Linked DNA regions of Mus musculus: region 1 is linked to region 2. Evidence: chromatin contacts called from public Hi-C data. All regions are on one chromosome and are shown on one strand. Each heading gives the region's core, a stretch centred on a gene start, on an enhancer-like site or on the middle of the called end of the contact. The rest is flanking DNA. Distances are from core to core; before and after follow the strand shown.

Region 1 (4,693 bases), core at 885-3,384, 3.3 Mb before region 2:
AGTTATGGTATCTAAGTTCAACAGCTTTCTAGCCACTCTGAGTTGTAGCCAGAATCACGACAATACCAGCAATTATGCCTGGACACCTCTAAGTTTGACTTGTCTCCTTTCTCTTATAAATTCCTACTACTTCCTCATTGTTGTGTGATAGTCACTGGAGAAGGCTTCTCACACATAGATTTAAGCCAATAGAAAGTCTTTATTATTAGCTGATCAACAACTACACCAAGGGATCCCAGGGTGAGCTTTTAACTACAAAAAAATAATAATAATAAAATTAAAAACAAACAAAAAACAAAAAAAACGTGTCCTGAGTTGACATATATCAGTTAACAAAAACAGTCAGAAATGGAACTGAAGCCAAAAAAGCAAGGTTAATAAATTTAGAGACTTTCCCCAGAACTATGGATTTGAATGGATTAGATCTTTGTTTCCATTTTGGCGAGTGCTCTTGTCTATGTGTTGAGTTTTAGGGCCTGAATTCACCTTCTATTATGAAATCAGTTCTGCTAATGTCTGGGTGCCTACTAAGGTTTTGGGTTTCTGTTATACCCATTATCTATATTTTTTTTTCATTCACGTGGCCATTCCACTTGTATCTTCAGGTTATGCTCCCATTTCAGAATCTCTGCATGTGTTTCTCCTTCTGGAACCTCCCTCTCCAGTATTTTCATGACTCATTTCTCAAATGATATCTTTACAAAAAAATAGTCCTCTGGTCAGGCTTTTTACATGGCAAACATCTACCCACACACTAGAGCACACTGATATTTTTCTTTACCCACTTTATTTTTTCCATGGCACCTATGAGTTTATAATAAATCATAAAGTTATGTATTATGATTACGATTTTCCTTCCTGTTAAGAATGCAAGGTCTCAGCCGGGCGTGGTGGTGCACGCCTTTAATCCCAGCCCTTGGGAGGCAGAGGCAGGTGTATTTCTGAGTTCGAGGCCAGCCTGGTCTACAGAGTGAATTCCAGGATAGCCAGGGCTATACAGAGAAACCCTGTCTCGAAAAACAAACAAAACAAAACAAAACAAAAAGAATGCAAGGTCTCTTTGGCTCACTAAGTAAGAAGACATTTAGCACCGTAACACATAGGGCGCACTCATAAATATCCATTAAATGAAACAGCTTGAGTAGCAGACAACCTGGGACCTAGTACCACCTCTGCCCCTAAGACAGTGGGTAGCTTTTGGCTTTATGTCTGCTTCCTTGCATGCAACTGAAAAGATTTGAATCATATTAGGCTGAAAAATAAAGTAATAGCTTCTTTATTAAGTTTATTGTAAAGAATCAGTTCATTTCAAACTAGTAAAGAGTTTAATACACAGCAAAATTCAAACAAATTGCTTAGTATGATTTATTTCATGTATTCCCCGACGTCTTGTATATTCAACTAAAAACACATTTCCCCGTTTCAAAATAAATTATATTACCTCATTAGCACTGAAGAATGTATGAAATAGTTTTCCTAAAGTTTAGTCGCGTTCACAGGTAAGTGATGCTGATATAATTTTTATAATTAGCAAGAATAAGTAAAGACATGTTGTATTTCATAAAATTCTAGTTCTAAAGGTGATGGAGGGTAACAGACTATATGAGGTACACAAATGACGTCAGAACTGTATGGATTTTAAGTTTCTCTTTGGAAGATATTTCTTTGTTTGTTTGTTTGTTTTGTTTTGTTTTGGAGACAGGGTTTCTCTGTATAGCCCTGGCTGTCCTGGAACTCACTCTGTAGACCAGCCTGGTCTCGAACTCAGAAATACACCTGCCTCTGCCTCCCAAATGCTGGGATTAAAGGCGTGCGCCACCACCGCCCGGCTGGAGGATATTTCTGAATGTTTGCGTGTGAAAAAAAGTGCGAGTTCCTAAAACATCCTACGAGCAAGGACTTTAATTGTTTCATTCTTCAGAGCATAACCGGTGGGAAAATATCTGGGGTAAGCGAATTTTTATCGCAGACAAATACTCAAAAAGAATACAACAAACTTCAAGGAGCATACTGATTGGTTGCAAACTGGATGACACAACGCACCACAGACACTCAGAGCACCCGCCTCCAAGAAGCGATTGGTCCCTACGGCAAGCGAAGAGGAACAATTCCTGCCAGTTGACCTCAAGTTCCGGGTCGCGGCGGGCGAAAATGGCGGCGGCCAGGTATTGGAAGCTGGTGCCCCGCGGCCGGGGATTGTCCCAGAATGCCGCTGCTAAGGCGTCCGCTACGGCCCCGGAGGTGAGAGACCTGGAGGTCGTGGCGACGCCCGTCGCGCGGTACCCGCCGATCGTGGCTTCCATGACCGCCGACAGCAAAGCGGCGCGGCAGCGGCGGGTGCAGCGCTGGCAGGCGACGGTGCACGCGGCCCCCTCGGTGGACGAGAAGATACGGATTCTCACCAAGATGCAGTTCAAGAAGTACGTGGTGCATCCGCAGATCTCCGCCTTGAACGCCGACCGCTGGTACCAGAGCTTCACCAAGACCGTGTTTGTCTCGGGCCTGCCGCCCGCCCCGGCGCTGTCGCCGCCGCCGCCCTCGCTCGACCTCGCCGCCCTGCGCGCCGCCGTGTGCGACTGCATCTTGCAGGAGCAGGTCTACGTGCGGCGCCGCCGGCCCCGCTCCCTCTTCGATCGTCGCCAGGCCCTCGCCTCCTCCATCCTGGACCAGGTAGTGAGGACGCTCGTGAACCTGCTCGCTCCACTCAACCCTGTCCTGAGCACTGCCGCTCTCGGTGAGCTTGGAACTCCCACCCTGAACGGGGGAAGTGGGGACGCCGTCGGCCAAGCTTTCCTGCAGGTTCAGTAGCACTCACTGAGTTAGGACTTACGGACCAAGTTTCAGGCGGCCTGCCCTCCTAAGGACTACTTGTTAAAGTTTAGTCTCACCCGAAGCTCATCACGTTTCCATGCTTTGATCAGGTTTTGTGTCTGAGCAGCCAAAAGTTTCTAAGAGACGGTTGTCTTTTGACTGCTTCACACGAAAGCTGGGTGACCATGGGTAAAACATCAACCTCTCTTACTTTGCCTTAATATCAAGATGAGAATTACTGTAATACTGTTTGGCCCTAGAATGTCGAAAGGTAAATAAGATATTATCAGCGTTACTAACATTTTCTTAGCATTTACTACTGTGTGTCGATCCCTTTCCCAAATGTTCTAAATGCCACCTACTTAATCCTCATAATAACAGAGTACATATCATGGATTCATTTTATAAATGAAGAGTGAAAAAGACACACGGTAAGTGTTGCTGCCTTCAGGCCCAACATCTGGTAGGTTGAGGGGTCAAGATTTGGTCCCAGTAAACAGAAATTTTCGTTCAGTGTGGACGTGAAAAAGAATGTATGTTTTTGTTTGGTTTTGATGGGGTGGTAGTACAGAAGGTTGAACTCAGGGACTAGAATACTCTCTGTCTTTGAGTTACACCCCAGCTGATAATGTGTTTGTAATCCGTTTATGTCTATAACCCAGAAGGTGTCTTAGTAATTATTGAATTAATTCTATCATGGCTGTAGATGTGTTCTAAACTGAATCTTATAGTGTCTGTATTACTTCCCTTCCTTGTGTGTACAAGAAAAGTAGTGTGTTAGGAAGGTAGAGGAACTTTTGACTACTTTCCATTGGTGGCTTAGAAAACTTAACCTTGTTCAGATGAAATTAAGTTCATCTTGTACAAAATGGCAGTGATGAGAATTGTATGTACCTTTTAGACTGGTAGTAAACGGAATACTGATCAGTTCTCATCTTATTCCGGTGAGTGGTTGCTGTTCATTTTAGCATCTTTAGTTTTAACTAAATAATCGTGTCAATTACAGTGGGGAGCAAAATGAAGTTTTCGTGTACTGTATTTGAGACATAATGGATAAAGCATGAAACTCAGATTCTTAGATTCTCAGTTTTAATATGTATATATCTTAGACATGCTGCTCATCACATGTTTATGACTACGTAACTAATAACCAATTTTCTCTAAATAATAAAGAAAATTTTGCATCTCTTGATAGATTGTAAACGCTCTGTTGACTTTTACTGGTTGCGTGGTGAAGAACGCATTCCTGCTGGTCATCGAAAAGGCCATATTGATGCTTTACGATACCAAATAAATGACAAACCACACAACCAGATTCGAATATCTAAGCAACTCCCAGAGGTAAGAGTTTTGTATCTGTTGGCATCCGGTGTGAGCATTGCCAAAAGGCAATCAGGTAACTGGTTGACTGTGGTGAGGTATGTTGGTAGATTTCTTGCCTTCCATGTTTGTTCATGATGGCAACTTTTCTGGAAGTCTTTTTCAACTCTCTAGTTTGGAGTGTTATGTTCTACCAAGATCAAGTAGGTAAATCAATTTATGATAGTTTATTATAGCAGGATTTTTAAAAACTTTCTCCATATGACCGCTTTAGTCCCATCAGCAGATGTTAGTGCCGGTGAGCTCTTCTGTTTTGACAGTGCTGATTGAAACACTGCAGAAGTCAGAGCATCTCAGACTTAGCATTTGATTTAGGAACGTCCGTCTCGCAGGCTCTGAATGTTCCCAACTTTGGAAACATGAAGTTTGAAACACTTCAGACTTTTGATTCAGAGATACTCAATTTGTATAATAAGATTATTTTGTAAAGAATAACTCATTGAAAAAGTTTAAAGGTAAGCTAGTGTAAATGAGGTGGATACAGTGTTTCTGACTTCCCTGT
Region 2 (4,952 bases), core at 1,060-3,559:
CAAGGACTTGGGGGTTATATTAGGAACTACAATCCCAAATAACTTAGACATATAACAAAGGTAACACAAGGAGAAGGTGAATATCTGCTCACTGATGATACAACACTGGCCCAAGTTACAAAACAAACAAACAAACAAACAAACAAACAAAAAGTTCCTAGCTGGAAAGGTGTTTCAGACAAAACTAACTCTTTGAGAAATATTGTAGCACGTACAATCACTGAGAACAATGTCATTTTAAAAAGTAGCCTAGGGCAGGGGATGTAGTTCAGTAGGAACAATGTTTACAAAGCCCCAAGTTTGAGCCTCTTAAAAGCCTTAGGGTGAAGCCCTACCTGCCTCTAATCCCAATGTTTAGGGGATGAAGGCAAGAGGGTTGGACGTTCAAGGTCATCCTTTGCTCTATATCCAGTTAGAGGTCATCTTGTGCTACATGGGACCCCATAATCCCCCCCCCCAAGATGTTGGCCTTACAACTTTAAAAAAATGTCATGAAATATGAAATGAATCATTATGAGTTTGCCATGTAACAGATGTAGAAATAAATGCACTCAGTTTTTAAAAGTAAAATCCAAATGAATGATTACCTAAGTTTGGTAGAAACAAAATTATGTGCTGAAGAATGTAATGACTTTAAGGTGTGGGGGAGGGGTCAAGGCATTCCAAACCTTCTAGGTTGATTCCAGTGAACAGGCAAAGCTGTCAATCAAAGGAAGCAGCAGGGGCTAACAGCACATAGCTTGCCTTGGCAGAGAGGGTTATGTATATAGGACGGATTGTTCATGGTGGTAGTGGGTGGGGCTAATCCGGCCTGGCTCTGAATGCCAGTTACATGATTTTGAGAACATTTGTTAACTTCCTCCTAACTTCGTTTTATTTATTTATTTATTTATTTATTTATTGTTTCAAATTAGGGTAGCATTTTCCTTATAAGAGTGAGAAAGTGCTTGAGAAATTTTCAAAAGTTGACAGTATTTCAGGGAAAACCTTTCATTCATTAAGAGTCCAGGAAGGTCTACTTTCTTGCTTTAGTGAGACCCGTGCCTGGTTCGGTGAAAGGCTTTAGAGGAACAAAGCAATGTGAGTTAGAGGCTCTGTGATAAGAAGATGGTAAATTAGATGGGAGGGGGGTGCGGAGTGGGGGGAGAGAGGATACAAAGCAAGTTAAGGTGCAAATTTATACTGGAGTCTTGGACAACCACCACCACCCCCGCAACACACACCAACCTCTAAGAAAGATGGCTGACATCAGTTAACACGATTAACCCTCCCTTTAACCTCCTCTCCTCAATTAAGGCTCTGCTTTAAAATCCTTACACAAAACGCAGTGAGCGAGCCTAAGTGGTCAGGATTTCTCTGCTCCCCCCACTGTCTTCATTCAGAAAGAGACTTCTCTGTATTTCCATCGCCACTGTACCAAAGGGGATGGGAGAAACGGAATGGATTTTTGTTTATTTGTTTTTCTTTTTCTTTTCTTTTCCTTTACAACCAACTCTTTGGCTCTTCTTTTGGGGTGGTCATATTAGATTAGCTTATCTTTACTTCCCATATCCTCAACTTTTGGCTAGTCAGTGGCAGGGAAGATCGAGCGCTAATCTACTGCAGTCCGGCTCCCACACTGAACGCCTCAGAGACTACTGCGCTGAGTCGGCCAACTTTGGATTCTGGGATTCCCAGGACATCAATCAGGTCAAGCTACATAGAGGTCCACCAGGGGTACATTCCACGCATTCCACTGCTCTCTCTGGGCTCTGTCCTTTAACATCTGGGTTAACTGGATCGTGCAAACAGGGTAACAGGCGCAGAAAACAGCTGGACACGTTGCTGAGCCCAGACTGTACGTGACTAGTTCTTAGAAACCGCTTCTGGATCTCTCTGAGCCAACAAGCTCGTCGGTCTGAGTGCTGGTAGGGAAAGAGCGAGCAAAGCCAGGCAGAGTTTGAACTTCGCCGGGGATGGGGGGGGCAAGTCTGAACTTTTGAGGGCGCTTTTCACTTTTATATAAGTTCTGAAGCTGGCTTCACGCTAAGGTGCAGAATGATAAATCCAGCTTAAATACATATGTTTGCATTCACGTACTTGGCATGTGCTCGCACACAGGGATGTGCCGGGAAAAGCTTAGCTTTTCAGAGCGCTGACCGCCTCCTTTGACGTTTATCTAGGGCGAGCCTTTCCTTTTACTGCGCCTGCGTGCGCGCGCCGCCGACAGGCCCCGCCTCTCTGGTAGGGACCCACAACAGACTTGCGCCGGGAGGCGGGCTGCGCCTGCGCGATCGCCGCGTCAGCCGGTTTCGCGGGGCCGGCGACTGGAAGTCCCGAGAGTTGACTCGTGCTGAGCGTGAGGTTTGCCGCGCCGCGCGTGGGCCAGCGCGCGGAGACTTGAGAAAAAGCGTGGGGTAAAAGTGCTGTCCCGAGCTGCAAGAGTTAGAGGTAGTGTTTCCTTCCGGGCCTGAGCCCGCCGCCCCTTCCCTGCCCCGGCCCCCCCTCCTGGGGACACCCCCCCCCCCCCTAGCGTCCCCTGTTCTGAACTGAGCCCCTGCTGAGGTCATGAAGCTCGTGAGGAAGGATATCGAGAAGGACAATGCGGGCCAGGTCACCCTCGTCCCCGAGGAGCCCGAGGACATGTGGCACACCTTCAATTTAGTGCAGGTGGGCGACAGCCTGCGCGCCTCCACCATCCGCAAGGTCCAGACCGAGTCCTCCACAGGCAGCGTGGGGAGCAACCGTGTCCGCACCACCCTCACCCTTTGCGTGGAGGCCATCGACTTCGACTCCCAGGCCTGCCAGCTGCGGGTGAAGGGGACCAATATCCAAGAGAATGAGTATGTCAAGATGGGGGCTTACCACACCATCGAACTGGAGCCCAACCGCCAGTTCACCCTGGCCAAGAAACAGTGGGACAGTGTGGTTCTGGAACGCATCGAGCAGGCTTGCGACCCGGCGTGGAGCGCTGATGTGGCAGCTGTGGTCATGCAGGAGGGCCTGGCCCACGTCTGCTTAGTCACGCCCAGCATGACCCTTACCCGGGCCAAGGTGGAGGTGAACATCCCCAGGAAACGGAAAGGCAACTGCTCCCAGCATGACCGGGCCCTGGAGCGGTTCTATGAACAGGTGGTCCAGGCCATCCAGCGCCACATAAACTTCGAGGTTGTAAAGTGCGTTCTGGTGGCCAGCCCTGGATTCGTGCGAGAGCAGTTCTGCGATTACATGTTTCAGCAAGCTGTGAAGACGGACAATAAAGTGCTCCTGGAAAACCGCTCCAAATTCCTTCAGGTAAAAATCTTACCCAGAGAGAGTTTCCTAATGTTTTAGAATGGGGAGGAGCCGAAGGCTTGGCTGGGACTATAAATGAGATTGTAACTGAACCCTGCAGTATCTAGCACTTTAAAAAGTTGTCCAAGTCCTTAAACAGGTTAGGCCTTATTCATGTGTTTGTCAAATGTCATCGTGGGCTGATTAATGGATACTTTCAGAGATTCTTTGTCTTTTATAATTGTGATTCTAGGTGCACGCCTCCTCTGGACACAAGTACTCCCTGAAAGAGGCCCTCTGCGACCCTACTGTAGCGAGCCGCCTTTCAGACACAAAGGCAGCGGGCGAAGTAAAAGCCTTGGATGACTTCTACAAAATGTTACAGCACGAGCCCGACCGAGCGTTCTATGGACTCAAGCAGGTGGAGAGGGCCAACGAAGCCTTGGCCATAGACACTTTGCTCATCAGTGACGAGCTCTTCCGGCATCAGGATGTGGCCACCCGGAGCCGGTATGTCAGGCTAGTGGACAGTGTGAAGGAGAATGCGGGCACCGTAAGGATATTCTCTAGTCTCCATGTGTCGGGGGAACAGCTGGGCCAGCTGACGGGAGTAGCCGCCATTCTCCGCTTCCCAGTGCCAGAACTTTCTGACCAAGAGGATGATTCAAGTTCTGAAGAGGATTAAGACTGGCAGTTAATAGTTTCTTCCCTGGTTTTCTCAGCATCCTTGGCAGGTGCCAGAGCAGCACTTGTTGATCCTGCTGGGGTTTCTTGTGTGTTGGGTTCACATTAAGTGTTTTATGATTTGGTGGGCAGGACATGTATTCAAATTAAATAAATCACGACGATGTCCAAGCTTATGTTTTCTAGTTCGAGTTACTGTTTTTTAAATACCTGGAAACAGCAACTTGTGTAGTTAAGAGAAAAAAAAAAAAAAAGAAAGGCTGTTTGAGGGTTTGATGATGAAACCCCACATACCAACTTTTCTTGGTTTTCCTCCTAAAAGGCTTTTATCTCTTTTGATGTTTATTTCCATTCGACTTGGTGTTTCCGAATTTCATTTCATGCTCCACTTTTTTTCACCTCTTTCTAGCTTCCCCCTCCCCTCCCTCACCCTTCCCCCCTCCCCCCCCCCCCCCCGCAAGATTTTGACTACATTCACGATTTGAAGTGGTAGCCAAACAGTAAATAAAGCCAGTCTAAATGTTATTTTCTTTCAGGGATTTGTTAAACATCATTTTAAAGATCTGCTTGTTGCTCTTTGTGGTTCTAATCTATTTTCTGTAGAGAAATTATTTTCAGACAGTAGAGGTTTGATCTCCTAGACATCTCAGCATAGTCTCATCAGGCCTCTACAGCTGAGGTGAGAGTGTGGCTTGCTTACTGTGTGGCTGATGAATGGGGAAACTGGACGTTTCTTGACATGGAAATGGTACCATATCTTCCTGTGTTTTATTTACTATGGCTTGTCAGTGTTAAATGTTCCCAGGGTGCCTGTGGCATTAGTCTGTGCGCTCATGTTCTTACTGGACTATGCTATATTTGAAGAAAGCATGTTCAGGGAGTTGAGTGATTCATGAAGTTGTAGTCTAGTAATCCTTACTGTAGATGAGGAATTTCTACAAATTACCGTTTAGAATATTTTGAACTACATAGCTTGGATCTCAGAGAGAGGGAACCTTGGAAATTAGGGATTGCAG

The links. Hi-C and Micro-C count contacts between places; a contact is called where the count stands out from the background.
Region 1: a contact with region 2 is called in a Hi-C map of CD4 T cells, with 4 times the contacts expected there. The contact joins the promoter of Mrps30 here to the promoter of Pelo in region 2.

The regions. Positions count from the first base shown.
Region 1 is chr13:118,384,693-118,389,385 of GRCm38.p6, reverse strand. It overlaps Mrps30 (mitochondrial ribosomal protein S30), which reads left to right and starts at 2,134. Exons shown (of 5, transcript NM_021556.3): 1 at 2,134-2,734; 2 at 4,007-4,152. The coding sequence starts at 2,152.
Region 2 is chr13:115,087,515-115,092,466 of GRCm38.p6, reverse strand. It overlaps Pelo (pelota mRNA surveillance and ribosome rescue factor), which reads left to right and starts at 2,309. Exons shown (of 2, transcript NM_134058.3): 1 at 2,309-3,273; 2 at 3,506-4,112. The coding sequence starts at 2,548. The coding sequence ends at 3,937. The region is part of intron 1 of Itga1 (integrin alpha 1); the gene reads left to right.